2 separate regions of the Mus musculus genome follow, and region 2 is linked to region 1. The links are chromatin contacts, called in public promoter capture Hi-C maps. All regions are on one chromosome and are shown on one strand. Each heading gives the region's core, a stretch centred on a gene start, on an enhancer-like site or on the middle of the called end of the contact. The rest is flanking DNA. Distances are from core to core; before and after follow the strand shown.

Region 1 (5,695 bases), core at 1,323-3,822:
CACATGGTGGCTCACAACCATCCATAATGAGATCTGACTCCCTCTTCTGGTGCATCTGAAGACCGCTACAGTGTACTTAAGATATAATAATAAATTAATCTTTAAAAAAAAAAAAGAAAAAAGAAATCCTCCTGTCTCTGCCTCCCAAGTGCTGGGATTAAAGGCGTGCGCCACCACGCCCTGCACAGCACACATTCTTAATGGTTGAGTCATTTCTCAACCATTTAAAAACTGGGGCTCAGCCGGGCAGTGGTGGTGCATGCCTTTAATCCCAGCACTTGGGAGGCAGAGACAGGAGGATTTCTGAGTTCGAGGCCAGCCTGGTCTACAGAATGAGTTCCAGGACAGCCAGGGCTACACAGAGAAACCCTGTCTCGAAAAACAAAACAAAACAAAACAAAAGAGTGTGTGCTGCTCTTGCAGGAGACTTAGGTTCAAGTCCCAGTCCCTATATTCAGCAGTTCATAACCACCCTTAACTCTAGCCTCACAGGACCAGGAGCACTCTTCCGACTTCCATGTGTACTACATTCACACGCACAAACCCACAGTCAAACCCATACACATCCCCATAATTGAAAAAAAAAAACAAAAACAAAACTTTAAAAAAAAACCAACAAACTGTGAGCTTCATCCTGGGCATGGTGATGCATACATGTCTGTAACTCGGCCCTTGAGAATCCATGGCAGAAGGATCAGCAGTCATCCTTAGTCACACAGCAAGTTCTAGACCAGCCTGGGGCATGTGAGACCCTGTCTCAAAACAGCAATAACAAAATCCAAACCAAAACAAATCCCTTGAGCTTCTTTCTAGACAGTGGTTTTTCTTTTCCTTTTAGTTATACACCAGTTTTTCTTTTCTTTTCTTTTCTTTTCTTTTCTTTTCTTTTCTTTTCTTTCTTTCTTTCTTCCTTCCTTTCTTTCTCTCTCTCTCTCTCTTTCTTTCTTTCTTTCTTTCTCTGTGTGTGTGTGTATGTATGTGTGTGGATTTGTATGTGTGTGTGCATACATGTGTATGTGTATGTGCAGGTATGTGATGTGTGTGTGGTGTATGCATGTGCATGTGTAAGTGTGTGGTGTGTATTTATGTGTGTATGTGGTATGTATATATCTGTGTGTGTATCTGTGTGTGTATGTATGTGTATGTACTGTATGTGTGTGTATGTACAGTGAGCTCCAGTGATCTGCCTGTCTTTGTCTCCTCTGTCTCACTCTGCAGTCCTGGCTGTCCTAGAAGTCACTACATAAGTAAACCGAATTGGCTCTGAACTGCCTCAGTCTCCCTAGTGCTGAGATTAAAGGCTACACTGGGCTGGAGTCTCTTAAAACATGGATTGCCTTAAATTCTTTGGTAGCAAAGGCTGGCCTTGAACTCTCCAACTTCCTACTCAGGCTGTCAATGTTATAAAGTACCTTTACCCACTGAGCCATCTTCCTTATAAGAAAAAGAAGTTGGGGGCTGTAGAGATGGCTTTAGTGGTTAAGGGTACCTCATACTCTTGCAGAGGCCCCAGGTTTGATTCTCAGCCCCTACACAGCTTACATTATCTGTAATCCTGTTTCGAGGGGATTCGATTTGGTCTTCTGGTCTCCGGAGGCACCAGGCACAAACACATGCATGCAGGCAAAAAATACTCATACACATAAATTAATTAAAACCAACCAAACAAAAAGGAGCGGTTTGAATAGAAGTTACCATGGGAAGACCGTGTGATAGCACAAGAAGATAGATTTCTACAACCGAAGGAGAAAAATCACACCCCCTGCCCCAACTCGCCTTGATTTTATTAGACTGTCGGTGTGCAAAACTGAGAGAAAACGCATTTCTATTGCACTAAGCTGAGGTACCCAATGGTGGGCCCCAGCAAACTAGAATGAGAGTGTTGTGCCTTTTTAACTAATAGACTGCCGTTGCCCGTTTAGTTGACCAGACAGCCTATGGTCCTGTCTTAACTGGAAGTCCTGAATGGAAACTTTAAGGACACTTGACTCGCTGAGCTACCTGCTGCCTTGGTGACATGTTGACCAGTCTTGGGACCCAGAACAGAACCTGCTTTCCCTGCACAGGGAAGGAAGGTGACTGGATATGTGGTGTCCGGGGTGAGGGTGGGGGTGGAGTAGGAGGAATGACTGAAGGTGACTGAAGGACCGATTGTGCCTGAAGTGTCCAGGGGTCATCTCTGGTGGTGGTGGAGCGATGGAGGACAGGTTCCTAAGGTGAGTCTCAGGACGAAGTGGAGGGCTGCTGCCTGTGGGTCATCAAGGACTGGAATCCAGCTCTTTCGATGGCGACTTGGAGGAAGGTTGCCAGAATGGGGACCGGCGGAGCGGCGTGCGGGACCGCAGGCGAGCGGGCCCGCTGGTGGAAGGGCGGGCGGGCGCGCGCCTGACGCGTCCTCTGGGCTCGGCCCCCCGGGCGCGCGCCCGTCCCTGCCGCACCCCGCCCCCTGCCTCGGTCAGGCTCGCTGGACCCCGCGCGTGCGGGGCCGCGCACGCCCCCTTCGCTAGCCGGGACCCGGGACCGCAGGCGCCTGGCGCCCCCGCCCCGCCCGGCGGGCGCGCGCCGCCTCCCGCTCCCGTTCCAGCTGGCGGCGGCGGCGGCAGCGGCCGGGATTGTTTTTGTTGTCGCTGAGGCCGGAAGAGCCGTGACAGAGTCGGGTCCCTGTCCCCGGACTGGGCGCCGCCGCCGCCCCCTGCCCGCCCCCGGCCCGCGTCTTCGCGGCGCCGCTTCAGCGCCAATATTCCAGAGAGCAAGCGTTACGCGGCTCCGGCGGGGCCCGGAGCGGGAGGCGCTGGGGACCGGAGCGAGGCGGCCCCCGTCGCCGCCATGGAGGCGCTGGGACCCGGTGAGGAGCGCGCTCGGACCAGGGTCAGACCTGGGGCTCGGGAGGGCAGACAGACCGGCGGAAGGGACTGTCGCTGCCCGACCGCCGCTCGCGGACCCGGCTGCCGGCTGCCAGGCCCCGGGAAGGAAGGGGTCCCATGCCCTCGTCCCTGGGGGGCGGGGACCACGCCCCAGCTGAAGACTCTAGGTCTATTCGGGACCCGTCTAAGGGAGGGAGGCTCAAGAGGTGACCCGAGTTCCCCGGGGTAGGGCAGACCTGTTCGGACCTTAGATCTCTGTCCACGGTCGCCGCGAGGCTAGTTGGGGCCTCAAATGGGACCGTGTGTCTGGGGCACGCCGAGGCCCGGCCCAAACCTGGAAGGCCTTCTACCTTCTGTCAAGGGTTTTCTTGGTGTGGGGCAGAATCCCTGTTTTCTTTTGCACTGGCATCTGGTTCCTCAGATGAGGAGGAGAGACCCACTCACTCATGTCCCTGAAAGCCAAAGGGAGAAATGTCCGTTCTTTTTCCAAAACTCTGAAGTTTGGTATCTGTCAGTTTGTCAGTCCCAGAGTGCTCTGGAATGACAATCCAATACTCTCCAGCAAGGGCATCAATGCCCTGCCTTCCCTTTTAATTGGGTTATCAGAGGCTGTTAAAATCAAACGAAAAAGTGTTTTTGAAACTGTGATTCTTTGCTGGTTATGGGTGGCCCCTGGTTCTCTCGCTCTCTGCTCCAACCCAAGGAAGCTTTCCAAACTCTCACGAATACTCTTCGTTTGGAGCCTTGTGCTCCTGTCTCAAGCCCTACAACAGGTTGCTAATGGCTTGGCTAAGTAGGGCAAGGTTTAGGGGCAGTGATGGAATTAGTTTTCATATTCAAACCTTGTCTACATAGTAGACTTAGTTGTATGTTTTTAAAATTCATAGAAAATTAGGTTTATTGTTTGCATTTGGAAATTTTGCAGGTTTGTTAACTTGGAACATATTTACATAACTGAGCGATTAAATCCTATCTTTATTTGCTGCTTAAGGTTTTCTTAAAAAGCCCACATAGTCAAATGTCATAAGCCTTCAAAAAATAAATCGGCTTAGCTGGGCATGGTGGCATATGCTCATAATGCAAACAGTTCTGGGGTGGAGGCAGGGAGCTCCAGAGTTCAAGGCCAGTCTCAGTTACAAAGTGAGTTTGAGGTAGGCCTGGGCTACTTGAGACCCTGATTATAAAATAAACAAACAGGTTTGAGCCTGCTGTAGTGGTGCATACTTATAATCTCAGCATTTGGAAGGCTGAGGAGGAGTAAGAGTTTGAAGATAGTTTGGACTACATAGACTGTTTCTAAAGGGAAAAAACCACATTGGTTTGTTACAGATTGTCAAATATATTGTTATATATATTTGATAAACCTCAGCATATTATGCTGTTATTTCAGACATGTTCCTATAGATAAAGGGATGCTTATGGCTTTGGGACTGTACCAAACTTCTATTCAAAACTAATATAGTAATTTCATACTTGGATTACCCCCCAACCCCCACCTCCACTTCCCCACAACTTACTTATGTTGAACTTCGGTTTCCTCTTCTCTAAGACAAGGCTAATGTGCTATAAGACTGACAGTGTGAGAATGAAAGCTGACGTTTGTGCAAAGTCCTGTCAAGTTCAGTACAGATGTTCGACAAATGTTTCTTTTTTTCTGTCCCATGAGTAACTTAAAATGGAAGCAATTGTTGCATTTATTAGCTGATATGGAAAGAGATGATGTATAACTGTGCATACAGCTGAGTTTCATGGAAAGACTCACTATGGAGATGTAAGGAGCTGTCCAGGAAACCAGCTGCCCACCCTCTTTGCTTTGCTTTTAGTTTTTGCAGGTTAGAGGACTTGGAAGTTAACTCAGAAATGCTGGATTTGTAGAAAATGACTATTCAATCACCCTATTTAAAAGGCATCAATGATTTAAACCAAAAATTTACATAGATCTTCTTCGTTGAATAATGTTTTCCTGTGTGCCTTATAGCAGACTCTTGGTATCCAACTACCTTAGAAACTCAGTTACTAATGAGTACTACCAGTTACTTGTTGAGCATGGACTGGGAACAGAGGGAGCCCATGGGTTTGGTGGGATGTTACTTCTAGGCTGTTTTTAGAACTTAAGAAGCACTTTTGCTTCCATTAGAGAGTGCCTAGCTCTAGTGTGTTGGGTCCTCTGCACTTCAGCAATCCCTGGGAGGCCTCTTAGTCCTGCTCACTCCTCTGTCATGGCCCAGGTTCATCATCTCATTCATTTTGGTTATAGTGATTAGAACCTTAATTTTTGCATGCTTTTCGTAGTTGTTGGCTTGTTTATTTATGTTTGTTTTTGCAGTGCTTGGGACCCACGAATAATAAGCAAATGTCCTACCACTGAGCGGCAGCCCTCCAGCCCTTTGCAGTACTTTATAACTTGTGAAATACTTTTATATGGGCTGGAGAAATGACTCAGTGGTTAAGAGTACTGGCTGTTCTTCCAGAGAACCTGGGTTGGATTCCCAGCGCCCACATAGTGCCTCACAACTGCCTGTAACTCCAGTCTCAGGGGATCCAACACCCTTTTCTGGCCTCTGTGGGCACTGCATATATGTGGTACATGGACACACATGCAAGAAAAAATATTCACACACATACAAAAATAAATAATTCTTTCTAAGAAAATAGTTTAATAATTATGAGCTCATTTGAGCTGTACTGGGTGGCTTATAACTTGATCTCAGCACTTGGAAGGCTGAAGATGAGGGATTACTGAGTGCAAAGCCTAGGTCACTGAGGAAGAACCTATCAAAACAAACAGCAGCAACAATAAACCTCACCAGCCAACCATTTAACAAGCCAGC
Region 2 (5,695 bases), core at 1,927-4,426, 76 kb before region 1:
AAAAACTCTTAGGAACAAGCCAACATTAGGGACAGTGGTCTTAGAGCAAGGTTGGAGGGGAAGGGATAGGAAAGGTAGCCTGGGAAACTGCAGGAGAACAGGTCAGCCACAGCCCTCAGAACAGGAGAACAGGCCACAGCCCTCAGATCTATGACAGTGGGAGAGGCTTCTATCTCTAGGAAGCTGGGAGGTGAGACTCAGTAGAATATAAGGCTGGGGTAGACTTTGGGAACACAGGAGATGGGTGGACGCCCTGCAGGTGCAATTGAACATACATTTACACACACCTGCCCTTAAGTCTCTGCAAACACACACATTCCTAGCACATGTTTCTTATGCCAGCACTGGAACGTGTAAGTCTCAACACACACCCAACACAAGCCTGTACATATAAACTGATACACATGCATATATATCTTTTGTCTCTACATTCAGGAATATATATACACATTCCTGGGTACCTAGCCACACATGCATACATAAACACACATGCCTTACATACCTGCTTACATGTTAGCATATAGATATTCACTTATGCTTACTTGCATACATGCCAGCTAATACTCACATCCTTCCTTGTGTATAACCACTCAAAAGCCTGCAAATGCACACACTTGTGCACACACACACTTGTGCACACACACTTGTGCACACCCTTAGCCCTGGTCCTGGTGCCTGCAAGGTGCTTCCCTCTGTTGCAGACAGCGGATAAGCTCCTTCCGGTTGTCCAGGATGGTGTCAAAGCTCTCTTGCAGTCGGGCCTGCTGGTCGACCAACTGGTGCTGCAGAGCCCGGATCCACTGGAGCAGCGCCAAGCGCCGATACATCACCAAATGCGCGTGGTGTTTCTCCTTCTCCTGTTCTTTGTAGCGCTCCTGAGCCTGCAGCTGCTGCACGGCCTGGGCCACGGAGGGCAGAAGGGGATCCAGAGGGCTCGGACCTCGAGGGGTATCGCAGACAGGTTCTGGACTGCTGCTGAAGCTGTCGATGCTCAAGGAACTGCTGGCATAGCCAATGTCCTCCAGAGGAGAGCAGACACTGCTGGCACCGCTCAACTTCTCTGGCTCAGCACCAGGGATCTCCGCACCCTCCGGGGGACTGCGGACTCCGGCCTCAGGGAGCCTGGTGGCTTGGAAGACCTGGTTATCAGAGGGTGACTCAGAGGAGCTCCTTATCAGAATAGGATCCACTTTGCCTGGCACACCATGCCAGTTCTTATTGGCATCCTTAGCACTCTCCACAAAGTTGGAGTTATTGTCTGGTTGGAGGTCTGGTTGGCATACTCCAGGAGGCAGGCTCCCTGGGTACTGGGCCCCCTCTGCTAGTCCTGGCTGGATGGCAGCGAACATCTGGACTGGGAAGGAGAAGGAGAATGAGACAGAGCAGGACAGGATAGAATGGCAACCTAGAGCCCAAGAACCTTGCAATGGTGTCCCTCCCTTCTCTCTGATTATTTGGTCTGTCTCCCTCCCAGGGTTTTCCCTCTAAGGCTCACCATCTCTTCACTCTACAAACTTCTCCCAAGGTCACTTCATCCTGTTATAGCTTCAAGAACCATCCTGTGTAGGTGACTCTCAGATCTGTGTCCAGCCCAGATTCAACCCCTACTCAACCCTATGACCTACCACCAGTTCTTCAGATCTACACATCCTGACAGCTCTCCTTCCAGGGTCCTTGGGCAGGACAGCTCTGCCATCTGAAGACAAGTCTATCTAGCCATGCCTAGGAGCACCCTGGATTACTGACCCTCCTCCCATGCCCACCTCACTGTCCACATTTTGACAAACTCTCCTTTGGCCCTGGTCATTTTGACCTGGGTGATTGCCACAGCCTTTCCACTGACCCTCGTTCAATTAAAAATATAAATTTAGGAGCTGGAGATATGGCTCAGCAGTTAAGAGCACTGGTTGCTCTTCCAGAGGACCCATGTTCCCAAGTCAGATGGTTTACAACTGTAGGCATCGCTGGCTTCACACCAGCCCCCACCCCCCAGCCTCTCTGTTCACCCACATGCATGCATGCATACATACACATGCACACACACAGATATGCTAATATTTTTTTTTAAAAAAGATGTCCTGTTAAATAACAAATAATACTTGTAAAAGGAACATATGTCTACATCTATACAGATGTATAGATATAGACAGGTATATTTCATAAGTCCACAGAAAACCACAAACATTTCCATGATGTCTCATAACAGTAGCAAAATTACAGTTATGAAATAGGAACAAAAGCTAAGTGGTGGCGGCGCACGCCTTTAATCTCAGCGCTTGGGAGGCAGAGGCAGGCGGATCTCATGAGATTGAGACCACCCTGGTCTACAGAGCGAGTTCCAGGATAGCAAGAGCTACACAGAGAAACCCTGTCTGGAAAACTCAGAAATCCACCTGCTTCTGCCTTCCGAGTGCTGGGATCAAAGGCGTGCGCCACCATGCCCGGCTACTGACCACATTTGTATGACTTGAAGAACTGAGGCCTCGTGAGTGAGACATACTATTAAGTCAATCAAGCAGCTACTAAGAAGGTTCCCCTATAGGGTGGCAGCGACCCTCCCCACACCCAGCAATGGGCAGAAGTCATGAAGAGAGACTGAGGTTGGGACAGATGTTTCACTCCTTTGGCTTGTGAGAAAAGGCCTGAAGACACCACCACCACCACCACCACCACCACCACCACCACCACCACCACCACCACCACCACCACCCCACCCCTCCAACTCTCTTTCCCTCTCCCTCTCTTAAAATTTGTCCTAAATCTGGCCACAAAGGAAGCTGGGGTGGGGCGGGGCTAAGGATCCAGGTTCAAAAAGTCAGTGAAATGAGTGCAGACATCCTAAGATCAGGATTTTCCCAAGTTAACCCACAGTATGGGGGCATGGGAGCGGCTGTAGCACGGGGATTGGCGGACTTGGCAGTGGTCCGAGCTCTGCGACCCTAATCTCTGCAGAGGCAGCTCCCTAACCCGCTTTCCGGCGGCTGGGCCCCAAGCCCTCCATCAGGGCCCGGACTCACGGCCTAGAGGCGCCCGCTCCTGCGGGGCTTGCTACGGTCCCTCGGGTCCTGCTCGCTGCAGGGTGGGGGATTCCTGGACCTGCGCGTGCACGCGTGGTGACGCGGCTGCTTGGTCCAGGCACAGCGGCCCTAGCCCCAGCCCGGGCTGCGGAGTCCAGCAGCGTCTGCGCGGCTGGGCGGAGCGGTCTGACCCACGTGGGCCGGTTCGGTTCTCCGCGCAGGAACTGCCTCCTCCCGCAGCTTGACCCGAGAGCCTTGTAGGTCCGGTGTCATCTCCTAACCACCCTGGCGAGGCGCCACGGATCCATTGGTTCTCCTTGCTGCAGACATGGCGACGAAATGCCTCCTTCCTGGGTTTCCCAGGGGCTCGGCAATTGGCGAGGCCGTGGTGCGGGTCTGGACCCGCTGTGGTCCTTTCTGTGCTCCAGCTCGGCACCTTTTCTGCCGAGAATTTTCAGTTCATCCCCACTTACTCTATTTTAGGATCTTTGAGCACCTTTCTGGCTTCTAGATCTGTTTTTTACTTATTATTTATTTATTATATGTAAGTACACTGTAGCTGTCTTCAGACACTCCAGAAGAGGACATCAGATCTCATTACGGGTGGTTGTGAGCCACCATGTGGTTGCTGGGATTTGAACTTTGGACCTTCGGAAGAGCAGTCGGGTGCTCTTACCCACTGAGCCATCTCACCAGCCCCTAGATCTGTTTTTTAAAAAGACCCCTTCACTGTACTGTACCTATTTGATTAAATGCTATGAGGATTTTATTGTTTGTTGTTTTGAAACAGAGACTCATTATGTAGCCCTGGCTACCCTGGAAAGCACTATGTAGACCAGGCTGGTTTCCAGTTGCACAGGGAGATCTGCCTGCTTCTGCCTCCCAAGTGCTGGGATTAAAGGCATGTCCCATCACCACCAGCCAGCTTTCTTTAAGATTTTATTTTTTATTTATGTATATGTGTTTCTCCCTCTCCTCCCCCCCCCCCATTTCTCTCTCTGTGTATATAACTAAGAAGGAGCCCCATTCCAGGTAAGTCACAGTTCAAACTATGGCTGCAGCAATCATATTTCCTGTCAAGTGGAAGAAGCCAAGTCTATGTACTAGGAGAAAAAATGATACTGACACACAGGAGCTCAAAGACAAATGGCTGACTAACATCCCAGCTTCTGCTTCCTGGGTTTCTAGTTTTGATGCCTTCCCATGAAGTTCATATCTTGCCATACCCAACCTGAGTGGAATTTATCTCACTGATAATCAAAAGATTCTTGAATTAATACACTAACACAATGAGGTACCCCTGGATTCTGATCATTCACTGCTACTGTGTAGCTGTTTGCTGTAAACTGAAGAGGGGGGCAGACGTGAGATTCGGAAGATTCTAGAAGGCCCTCTTCAAGGTAGTGGGTGATGTAAGGGGTTGCTGGGACAACAGAGACTCTTCAGTGACACTGCCTGCTAGTTGTGTTGGGAGCTCCAGGGATGCAGATTTTCTGAGTGGCCACCCAGCTGGACTCAGGTGCCTTTGACCTAGCTGCCGTTGAGCTAGCGATGGCACTGTGAGTGAGCCCCAACCCTTAAGCAACCCCGGTCAACTCATTGGTTCACCAAGCTAGACTTTGATGGGACTGCTCCCTGAGTCTAGCATCACTGACCTCTCTAGTGGGAGTGGTATCTGTTCATGTCAACCCAGAAGGGGACTTGCCTAACCCTCGGTAGGCACTAGCAGTTCATTTGCCCTTGATAGTCTCCATCAAGACGATAGGTCCTGTAGATCCTGATAGATCCGCCATCATGTAGAAGTTGAAAGGGTCTGAAACATAAAGAAACCATCTCTGTGTTCCTGGCTAGAAACATTCTCCCCTAGACACCCAAACTTCCTGACGCAGCAGAACCTAGGATCTCAGAAACAAGAAGCAAATGCGCAAAGTCTTCAACTGCATACGGTACTGAACCCTTCCACTACATACATACATGCATGCATACATACATGCATACATACACATATGTATTTACTGAACCCTTCCACTACATACATACATGCATACATACATACATGCATACATACTCATATGTATTTACTGAACCCTTCTACTACATACATACATGCATACATACACATATGTATTTACTGAACCCTTCCACTACATACATACATGCATACATACATACATGCATACATACTCATATGTATTTACTGAACCCTTCTACTACATACATACATGCATACATACACATATGTATTTACTGAACCCTTCCACTACATACATACATACATGCATACATACACATATGTATTTACTGAACCCTTCCACTACATACATACATGCATACATACACATATGTATTTTCTGAACCCTTCCACTACATACATACATGCATACATACACATATGTATTTTCTGAACCCTTCCACTACATACATACATATATGTATTTTGATTTGGTTTGGTTTTGTTGGGGGGGGGTGCTTCTTTTTTTGAGACCGAGTCTCACTGTTCAACATGGTAAACAGATTTATAGATCCAGGCCAGAGAGCCTTGCTGTTCTGCTGTTCCTGCAGGAGGACAATTGTTTGTTCCCAGTACCCATGAGGCAGCATACAACTGGCTGTAATTCCAGTTCCAGAGGATCAGACCTCGTCTTCTGGCCTCTACATGATCATCATGCAAGCAATCA

What was found. Capture Hi-C pulls out chosen DNA fragments and counts their contacts.
Region 2: a promoter capture Hi-C map of pancreatic islet shows a contact between it and region 1. The contact joins the promoter of 5730409E04Rik here to the promoter of Ago4 in region 1. A contact is called at or near these places in 1 of 39 promoter capture datasets (stem cell-derived epiblast-like cells), 1 of 484 Hi-C or Micro-C datasets (embryonic stem cells), 2 of 115 datasets of contacts at active chromatin or transcription factors (both in embryonic stem cells) and 2 of 9 other capture datasets (adipose tissue and pancreatic islet).

The regions. Positions count from the first base shown.
Region 1 is chr4:126,530,335-126,536,029 of GRCm38.p6, reverse strand. Ago4 (argonaute RISC catalytic subunit 4) reads left to right here and starts at 2,572. Exons shown (of 18, transcript NM_153177.3): 1 at 2,572-2,845. The coding sequence starts at 2,827.
Region 2 is chr4:126,607,335-126,613,029 of GRCm38.p6, reverse strand. It overlaps 5730409E04Rik (RIKEN cDNA 5730409E04Rik gene), which reads right to left and starts at 3,176. Exons shown (of 2, transcript NM_001145950.1): 1 at 3,018-3,176; 2 at 1-1,354. The coding sequence starts at 1,349. The coding sequence ends at 657.